2 separate regions of the Gossypium hirsutum genome follow, and region 1 is linked to region 2. The links are chromatin contacts, called in public Hi-C maps. All regions are on one chromosome and are shown on one strand. Each heading gives the region's core, a stretch centred on a gene start, on an enhancer-like site or on the middle of the called end of the contact. The rest is flanking DNA. Distances are from core to core; before and after follow the strand shown.

Region 1 (4,977 bases), core at 186-2,685, 200 kb before region 2:
TACCTTAAAGGCAGATGCTGGCAGCAGCAGTGATGTAGATTTGGAAAATCACTAAAAATAGTAGGATTGGAATTAAATAATGAATAAATTATGTAAATGAACCTTGATGAATCTATTTTCATAGGAAAGTAACGAAACGATCATATGGACAGTATGTTAAGAGATATTCAGGTTCTCGTGAGACAGGGCCAGAACGGTTTCTGGATTCCGTGTTCCGACTTTGGAAATTCATTATAAATTAACCAGAGATAATTAGGAGTCATGCCATATATTTATAGATTCCTCTCTGAGTTTGGTTTCTATAGAAACAAACGGCATCAGTATTGAAGCTCTGTGCAGGGAGATATCCAAGTCGTAATGCGCAAAGGTCAGTGTAGTCGATCCCTGTAACATGGGAGACTTTGACTAATAAACTGTACTAATTGGCCCGACCAAAAATTCTAGAAAAAAATATGTAGATGGGCATATGAGTCTAGTTTCAGGGAAAAATTACGAAACTGATTTTCGAGTTGTGAAACTCAAGATATGATTTTTAAGGTGACAGTGTCGCAGTTAGCCAACTGCCTGGAAAATTTTAAAATCGACTGCGATAGTAAGCGAATTTAGTCTGTGAACCCCTCGTGTCCGACTCCGGCAACGGTCTCGGGTACGGGGTGTTACAGAATGGGAGTTCGCAAGACGGCGAAACACTACGAAACAATTCGCCCGAGGTGAAGTGACAAAAAAAATCATTCCAACGTGAGAATTAACCTTAGCTCACGGGCAAAAAATCCTTGCCGATCCAACTTGAACAGTCTTTCAAAATACAGGTCCGCCAAACCGAGATGTGACAAAGAAGAAGGTGAAAATTGTTGACGCTCAATCAACTTTTCATTATGGAGATAACCATTTTGAACTTTTTTAATAATAATGATTAAACTGATAAAAATATATTGAGAATTACAAAAATAAAAAACGATATCATTTTAGACTGATTAATAGCTTACCTTTTTTTATTGATTACTTATACTTATTTAAGAACTAACCAATAATAACAAGGAATATTTGTAAAATATTATAGAAGAAATAACCCAAAAAATATGACATGCTAGCTATTAGATAAAATTGTATAGGACATTTATTTTTCTTGTTAATTTTATTAGTAATCATGTTGCGGATACTTTTTGAGACTAATATATCACATACGATAATTTAATTTTAAATATGTTACTTATTTAGAAAAGTTTTTTCTCAAATAATTTTTATGTTTATTAATATTATTTTTTAAATTTAAAAATATATATTTTTGGAGTTACAATTATACTCAGTCACCTAAATACATTCAAAAAGTTATAACAATCATTTGGATTGGGTTTTCTTGGTCAGGCTTGTTGAACCTGCTTTGGCCCAATTTTTTTATTTATTTTTTATTTTTTTGTTCAACTGCTTTGGATGAAATTCAGTGACGTTGACATGATAGCTTTCATCCACATATAAAATTATTGATTTTCAGATTTCATCACCAAATCACATTATACAACCCAATCTTCTGCAACTATGAGATCAATAATTTCCAGAATTTCCCATTGTTCATCTTTGATTCACCAAAACAGAGTAATGATTTCTTCTTCCTTTTCTTCTCAAACCCAGACTCATATACCTGCCCCTCGAAGAACGTCTATCAAACTAAACACCACAGACAATCGCATAACCCAATTACACAATTTATGTAACCAAAAACGCTTAAAAGAAGCCATTCAAATCCTCAATCAAATTGAAAGACCTCCAGCTTCTGTTTACTCAACTCTCATTCAGCTTTGCTGCCAAAACAGAGCTCTTAACGAGGGCAAAACTGTGCACAAACGCATGAGATACTCTGGGTTTTTACCCGGGATAGTTATAAGTAATCGTCTTTTGGATATGTATGCAAAATGCGGGAGTTTGTCTGATGCTCAGAAGGTTTTCGATGAAATGAGTGAAAAGGACTTGTGTTCTTGGAATACTTTGATATCAGGTTATACTAAACTGGGGATGCTTAAGGAAGCAAAGAAGTTGTTTGATGAAATGCCTGAAAGAGATAATTTCTCATGGACTGCGATGATTTCGGGCTATGTTCGTTTTGATAAGCCTAAGGAAGCTTTAGAGCTTTACAGGATGCAGGAAATGAGCTTGCTGTCAAAGTTGAACAAATTTACTGTGTCCAGCGTGTTAGCTGCTTCTGCCGCTATGGGTTGCTTAATTATAGGTAAAGAGATTCATGGTCGTATAACGCGAGCTCGGTTGGATTTTGATGACGTTGTTTGGAGTGCTTTAATGGATATGTATGGGAAATGTGGGAGCATAGATGAAGCAAGGTCAGTTTTCGACAAATTGGTGGATAGAGATATTGTTGCCTGGACTGCGATGATTGATAGGTATTTTAAGGACGGTAGGCGGGAAGAAGGGTTTGAATTGTTTCGGCAGTTAATGAAATCGGGGATATGGCCTAACGAGTTTACCTTTGCTGGTGTTCTGAATGCGTGTGCTGCTGCTGCAGCTGAGGAGATAGGCAAGCAGGTTCATGGATACATGACAAGGGTTTATTTCAATCCTTTGTCTTTCGCTGCTAGTGCTCTTGTTCATATGTACTCCAAGTGTGGAATTGTTGAGAATGGAAAAAGGGTGTTTAATGGGATGCCTCAACCTGATTTAGTTTCATGGACTTCTTTGATCACTGGATATGCTCAGAATGGCCAGCCTGACGAGGCTTTGGAGTACTTCGAGTTGTTACTGAAATCAAATACGAAACCTGATCACATTACTTTTGTCGGGGTTCTTTCTGCTTGTACACATGCTGGATTGGTTGATAAAGGGCTAGAATATTTCCACTCAATAAAGGACATACATGGATTAACTCATACTGCTGATCATTATGCTTGTATAATTGACTTATTAGCTCGATCTGGCCGATTTCTGGAAGCTGAGAATATCATTAGTAAGATGCCCATGAAACCTGATAAGTTTCTGTGGGCTTCCTTACTTGGCGGTTGTAGAATTCATGGTAACCTTGAATTGGCCGAAAAAGCTGCTAAAGCATTGTTTGAGATAGAGCCAGAAAATCCAGCGACCTATGTTACTATGGCCAACATATATGCCACTGCTGGTAGGTGGGATGAGGTCGCCAAAATTAGAAGGTCAATGGATGACAAGGGAGTGGTAAAGAAACCAGGTTTGAGCTGGATTGAGGTGAAGAGAGAGATACATGTTTTCTTAGTGGGAGATACTTCTCACCCAAAATCCAAGGAAATACATGAGTTCTTAGGGAAGCTTTCTAAGCGAATGAGGGAAGAAGGGTATGTCCCTGACACCAATTTTGTGCTGCATGATGTGGAGGAGGAGCAGAAGGAGCAAAACCTCTCATACCACGGTGAGAAGTTAGCTGTTGCATTTGGAATTATTTCTACTCCTCCAGGAACACCACTCAAGGTTTTCAAGAATTTGAGAACATGTGTAGATTGCCATAATGCCATTAAATATATCTCGAAGATTGTTAACAGAAAAATAACAGTAAGGGATTCAAGCCGGTTCCATTGCTTTGAAGATGGAAACTGTTCTTGTAGAGATTATTGGTGATTTTGAAAACTTAATCGAACTTTTTACCAGGCTAAAAATGCTGCTCCACTTAAAATGCAATTATTCACAGTGGAAAGTCCGTTGCATGTACAACAGAATAGAGAATATAAAGTTGTGGCCTACTGAAGCTGGTCAAGTATTCCAGCTTCAAGAAGACAAGATATGTTTGCTAAATACCTAGTTTCATCAAGTGGATATATGGTCCAGCGATAAAGCTTGTGGTGATTCGATAATGCTCGTATTTGACTGACAGAACTCAATCAAATGATTTGCTTTTATCTTTTCTTGGTACTCTGAACTGTTACAAGCCGTTTTCTATACTTAACTGTCTTGTTAACAGACCTATTATTGGGTTGAGCAGTTGAATTGGCTCTTCTAAATGTTCAAGTTCAATCTAACTTTACTTCTTGAGAGGACATTGATCTTTGTACACTTCTCTTGCATCCCAAAGTCTGAAGGATCAATGTCAGCCATTGCGCTGAAAGGGAATTTGAGGTACCTGCTGTCACCACCCTTTACGTTTCTTTATGAGTTTATGGAACCAAAGTTGTTCATACTACCAAATCTTACGATGGCACTGTAGTTTCCATCATTTGCTTGATGACAAATAGATATTTACCTGAGAGATCCCTTGAAGAAAAGGGTTCAGTTTTAGAGTTTCCTTCATATGCTTTATAACTCTTCCATAGTTCTTACTAAGGGACCTCAGCAAAGTAATGAACTTGCTATGTTGCATCGTTCAGCTAGGTCTGATAAAAGATTTAACAGAAGAATATAAAATAAGTTGCAGAAGTAGAAAGGAAATGAATTAAAAAAGAAAAAAGAGAATAACATTCTTATAGACTCGATATAATGCTTGTTTACATTTAACTAGGAAGATTTACTGTTGTGTTTACAATGAAATTAACCTTTGCATAATCATACGCACCACGTCTTACTCATTTATTTTGCTTGAATTTACGCAAAAGTTGTTTGTAAATCTTTGATAACCCCATCTAGGAATCCTCATAACTGATCTCAGATAGAGAAAGCTCCAACAGGGTAGAGACCAGACAATGTTCTTCAATTCACTAGCTGCATCAGAAACCTTATATCGACATTGATAGAAGACCCTGTGACTAGGATTTGTTGCATGAATGTTAAGATGGTTCAACTGAACTTGAACCTGTGTAGTATTCGTATATTGATCAATTGGAAATTTTACGAGGAAGAAGTTCTGAAGAGAAGCATCCACTCTCAACAGCTCTCTCCTGTATTTCCCCTTGTTGCGGCAGTTCCAGCAAACCACCTTGGAACGCTTATCAACAGTATTCATTACTTGTTTCATTTGGTCCAACAACCTGTGAAGTTGTCAGTTTGCAAGTCACTTGACTTCCTCAACTCACA
Region 2 (4,902 bases), core at 1,526-4,025:
TACTAATCACATCATTAAACATTCAAACAGGAGTATTAATCATTCGTGGGTCTTATACAAGCTTAAGAAAGCTTTAAAGCTATCCTGAGATCGAATAAGGACTGAATTATAAAATATTCAAATTACAGGATCAACGTCGCGACATGAGGGAGTTCCTCGTCGCGACGTAATATACTATTTTAGGGCTCATCGTCACAATGACATGCGTTTAACGTCATGACGTCACATACTATTTCTACAATTTTCACTTGAATCATCAATCTGCATTTTCAAATCAACAAGTATACATACAGCAACCATGAGTCCAACTAAAGCATGAAATATCTATGATTCTAACATAACAAAACTCTTGTCATCATCTATGCACTAATGCCATTTCATCTATATGTTAACTAATTAATAACATTTCATTCCAAACATTAAACATTTATGCCTATTCATTAAGCCATAGATACTTGCAGCTTTTAACATATTGCAAACTATACTCTGAACTCATATGCCTATTTCATTCAACAACCAAATCCATACATCCAAATTCTATTCTCAATATTGCATATAACATAATCTTATGCCAAAATTGACTAAACCTAGATACATGTCATATAACTAACAAAGAATATATTTGAGAGTATTTACTTAAACACTTGGTGTGAATTGCTTTCCTGTGGCTTTCCAAGTTTTCCGTTGCTCTTTTGTTTTTTAGTTACTTCCGCTTTATCTTTGGTGCCTTAGGAAATTTTTGAGAGGATTCTCACATTTCAAGAATTAGGTTGACTTAGGCAGATTTAAAGCAAAAAAATGCCTAAGGTCACACAGTTTGCCAGACTAAAGTTCTAGGCCCGTAACATTTGCATATTCTTTATTTTTTTCCTTCTCAAAAATAGCTAAGAGTTACCATTATAGTTCTGTATAAGCTAAAGTAAATAGGTAATCCAATTAAAACCATTGATCTTCATTGTTCCATCCATATCACTTAGCCAGACGAAAGAATCGAAGAGAATCATATAGTCGACAATTGAATATCAAAACTACAATAGTAAAGCTTGGAAAGGAAGTTACAAATATGGTCATAATAGTTTATTTGGATATTGTGAAGTAACTAGTGTTGAAATCGTTGTGTGAGATGTGTTCAATTAATCAAATGAAATAGCTTGTTTAAAGCATAGTCTACCTGCAATTTCAATTAACTTTAATAGGTTTTCATAAGGTAAAGGTTCAATCGTAAAACACTTTCGTTTATATAATTGATTTCCAAAATTATCGAAATCTAGAATATTTTGAAAATGTGAGAAGATCGTTGGAATATTTTCAAAACATTTATAATGTTTTAATAGTTATAATTGAAAGGTTACAAGTGATTCAAAAGTTATATCACTTGGTTGTTAACAAAAAATTGTCACTATTGATAGTGATTAGTTATGTCTCTCAAATACTAAAACTTATGTTACTTGATTATTAACAAAAGTTGTGATTATTCAAGTAATATGTAATGAATAATCATATTCATTATTAATAGATGTGACTATCCAAATAGATAGCTATGTCTCTATGGAGAGACATGAGAACTCTCAGAAATCCATTTGCACGTATACTAAGAAATACCAAACAACACTAACAATTCAAAAACAAAAGTTTCTCGATTCTCCTCCATCTATTAATATTTAAAGACTGTCCTATAAAGAATAGTTGTAGAAGATTTTTATAAAATTTGATATTCTTACCATGCTCCATTCAATGCTCGGTACATTGTTTTGGTCAGTGTAAAACGTTGACAATTATTGGGTTTCAGTACATCCTTGAGGTTTAATTTGTCAATAAATCATTTGCATGTCAAAATATAAGTAGGAGCGAATAGAACCTTAAAAATAATGACATAGTTTCTACATCTTATTTCTGTTCAAACCAATACTGAAGAGTCCATAGAACAATGTAAAAGACAATCTCATTCATGATGATGTGATTGTGATGGTAGGATGTGAAAAAAAAAAACTATATTTAAAAGATAATATTCCAAGTTGAATGAAAAAGAATAGAATTGAGATCATTTGCAAAAATATGATATACTGCAATGCCGAATGTCCAATTATCCGACAAAGAGAGAGCTTAAGAAAATATTAGTCCCTCCCAATAATTGAGGGGCCTACATCCAGAGGGAAGACACAACGTAGGACTAAAAACCAATGAAGATTAAGAACAAGTGTAGGATTGAGGACCACACACCTCTTCACTTATTGAACCGAAACTGAAGTTTTGACATTTATTCATTTTATTTAAACTGTTTCAATCAAGAAGACCAACAGTACCCCTTCAATTTTCCAACTTTCCAATTTTCTTTCACCGTACCAAGCCTAAACGTAATGCTTACACAAAGCCAAACCAACTAAACAAATAATAATAATAATAATAATAATACAGAAGCATTCATGGGATTGTAGCAGAAATTTTATCTCTAGGATACCTCACAATTGAAGATACTTGCTATACTCCTGCAACCCCTGTATCCAAAGCTATCTCCACTCTTGCCTCAAATGGTATTCGATTCGCTCTCTCTTCCCACACAGCAAAAATTTTATCTCCCAAGATATCTCACAATTAGCATTGACTGCCAACTTTCTTCTGTTTTGGTTCAACTTCACAAACATGTCACCTAAGACTATATTGAAAATGAAAACAATTACCTAGATAACTCTTCTATATCCAGTTAGCCTTTCAATTCCATCCTTATTTTCTAAATTCGAATCTTTCCCTTCATCCTGACTTTAGTAACACACAAAATTAGATAAACAAAACTATGGCAAAGAATGTAAACTGAGAAAGTAGATCAAACGGACTCCAATTTGGACTAAAATTAAAATCCATTCAAAAGATCAATGCTTTTACGGGATTTTGAGTGTTAGATCCATGGGGTTTTAGTTATAAATAGAGAAAGTATATATATAAACAACTCATAATCTATGAAAAAATAGTGTATCATATTATCAAGCAAGAACCAAAAATTTTAAAAAGAGAAACACAAAGAAGTATGAGAGTGAAAGAGATTAAAGGGAATACACACACACACACATGCATATATATATATAAGAAGCAAACAACAAAATGAAACCCATGAAGAGAGGCAAAGATGAAAGAATTTGGGTTTAGGGTTGAAGACCAAAACTTGGACAAAATTAGTAAGATGAAGGAAATTTTTAGATAAGAAGAAAATCTGTAAGAGAGAAGCAAATATTGAAGCAAATCGTACCTGGAGAGAAAGCTTTTAGAGACGTGAGAAAGAAATTGTAAAACGTCTTACAAACTTTCAGCCCGTAAGACAATTTATGGAAAATGAGTGTTATTTTCCATTGACCTGCAAAAACGTTTTTTTTGACTAACTTTCTTTTCCTCAAACAAACATCAGAAAATGATGAGAATGTTTTCCAAAAAATGAAAACAGGGAAACAAAGAACCCTTATAGACAGCTCAGTTACCTGACTAGGGCTTTCATTCCTCAGAACATGTATTCATCCTAATGTTTAAAGCACAATTCCTGAAATCTTTCTAGGCTGCAATTGAAGCAAGAGACAGAACTTTTATAAACATATGAAGAGCCTTATAGAATTGATGAAAGGAATATACCGTAATAGGGAAATGAAGTACCGTTTAAGAAGAACTTCTGGGTTGTACGGGAACAAGTTCTTCAGGTGAAGGTTCTCCACGGACTTTTTCAGAGAAAGCAAACAACCTTTGGCTAGCTCATACATTTGTTTCATGTGTCTATATTCAAGGTTACCATTAAATTTCTTCTCTAGGGACAAAGGAATCGTTTTCACAGGTCCAGATGACGGCTCTATCTTAAAATTGGAGCTTTCTGACAAAATTTTTCTTCTCTTGCTAGATAATTGATTACTTAGTTTCCCGTAAACTGAAAACTCCATAAATGTTTGCCATGAATCACAAACGATGCGGAAGCACCTACACAATAAACAAAAGGCCACACCCCAGAAGAAAAGTATGACAAGTTATATTGAATCAGATGTAAAAAGGAAATGAACAAAACAGCTGTCTTATCACGCTACCTTGTACGGCCAAGTTTAAGAAACAGCATGTTGTAGATGGAAACTAAAATACATACCTTAAGAGATACTCTGCACAGCTAATTCCTGTGTCTTTCGAGATAAGATAATCAAGAAGAACTTGATGATCATAGTGCAACTAAAGATGATGAACAGAAACACATAACATCAGGGATTATCTATGACCTACTCAAATAAAAGAAATAGAAACATATTTTCCCATTGACATTTTTTTTATTGGACAACAAAATTGGAGCCGAGATAAGATTAGGGTGTAAAAGACTTGCCTCTGCAAGGAAGAGATGAAACAGGCGTATGGGATTAAAAATATATGAAACATGAAAAAGAACATCTTCCATCTCATCTTGAGGTGCCAGTCTTTCTTTGTGAAATCTGTAGACAAACCAAGAAAAAGGTCAAAGAATAACCGAAGAAAAATCATTAAACAAAATGAAGGTAACAACAAGGATATTTGTGCTCACTTTTGTTCTTCGCAGGCTTGCAGAGAAAGCAGTTCCAAGAGAAATTTGAATAATATGTCATCCTAAGACAAATAAGGAATCACAAAATGGCACCCTAAGAAAGCCTAGATGAGGAAAAAAACAAACAAATAACTAGTTCTAGAGCAACTAATAAACTCTTTATGCACAAATAATTGCAGTAAGCTTACAAAAATAATGATAATGATGCGCTATAATTTTCAGGAAAAGGAACACGCAAAGAGACAAAGAAACAACACATAGTGTTTAACAAAGTTTCAATGCTGCAGCAAACTGACCTCATGCGTATACAGTTTGAGGAGGGAAAATGAAAAGTTTATGGACTTCTCCCTGTACATTTCATGGGCAAC

The links. Hi-C and Micro-C count contacts between places; a contact is called where the count stands out from the background.
Region 1: a contact with region 2 is called in a Hi-C map of seedling, with 1.8 times the contacts expected there. The contact joins the promoter of LOC107945306 here to the enhancer-like site in region 2. A contact is called at or near these places in 2 of 34 Hi-C or Micro-C datasets (leaf and seedling).

Annotation. Positions count from the first base shown.
Region 1 is chrD12:13,421,675-13,426,651 of Gossypium_hirsutum_v2.1, reverse strand. LOC107945306 (pentatricopeptide repeat-containing protein At4g37170) reads left to right here and starts at 1,435. Exons shown (of 1, transcript XM_016879264.2): 1 at 1,435-4,245. The coding sequence starts at 1,537. The coding sequence ends at 3,591.
Region 2 is chrD12:13,224,059-13,228,960 of Gossypium_hirsutum_v2.1, reverse strand. LOC107945313 reads right to left here. Exons shown (of 13, transcript XR_001696480.2): 6 at 4,831-4,902; 7 at 4,535-4,596; 8 at 4,340-4,445; 9 at 4,112-4,191; 10 at 3,637-3,951; 11 at 3,468-3,542; 12 at 3,242-3,346; 13 at 2,045-2,653. Among protein-coding and RNA genes, the nearest start is that of LOC107945313, 4.2 kb to the right of the region's middle. Within about 2 kb of position 2,775, at least 1 of the 9 cell types and tissues checked has an H3K27ac peak or open chromatin away from gene starts, as enhancers often do.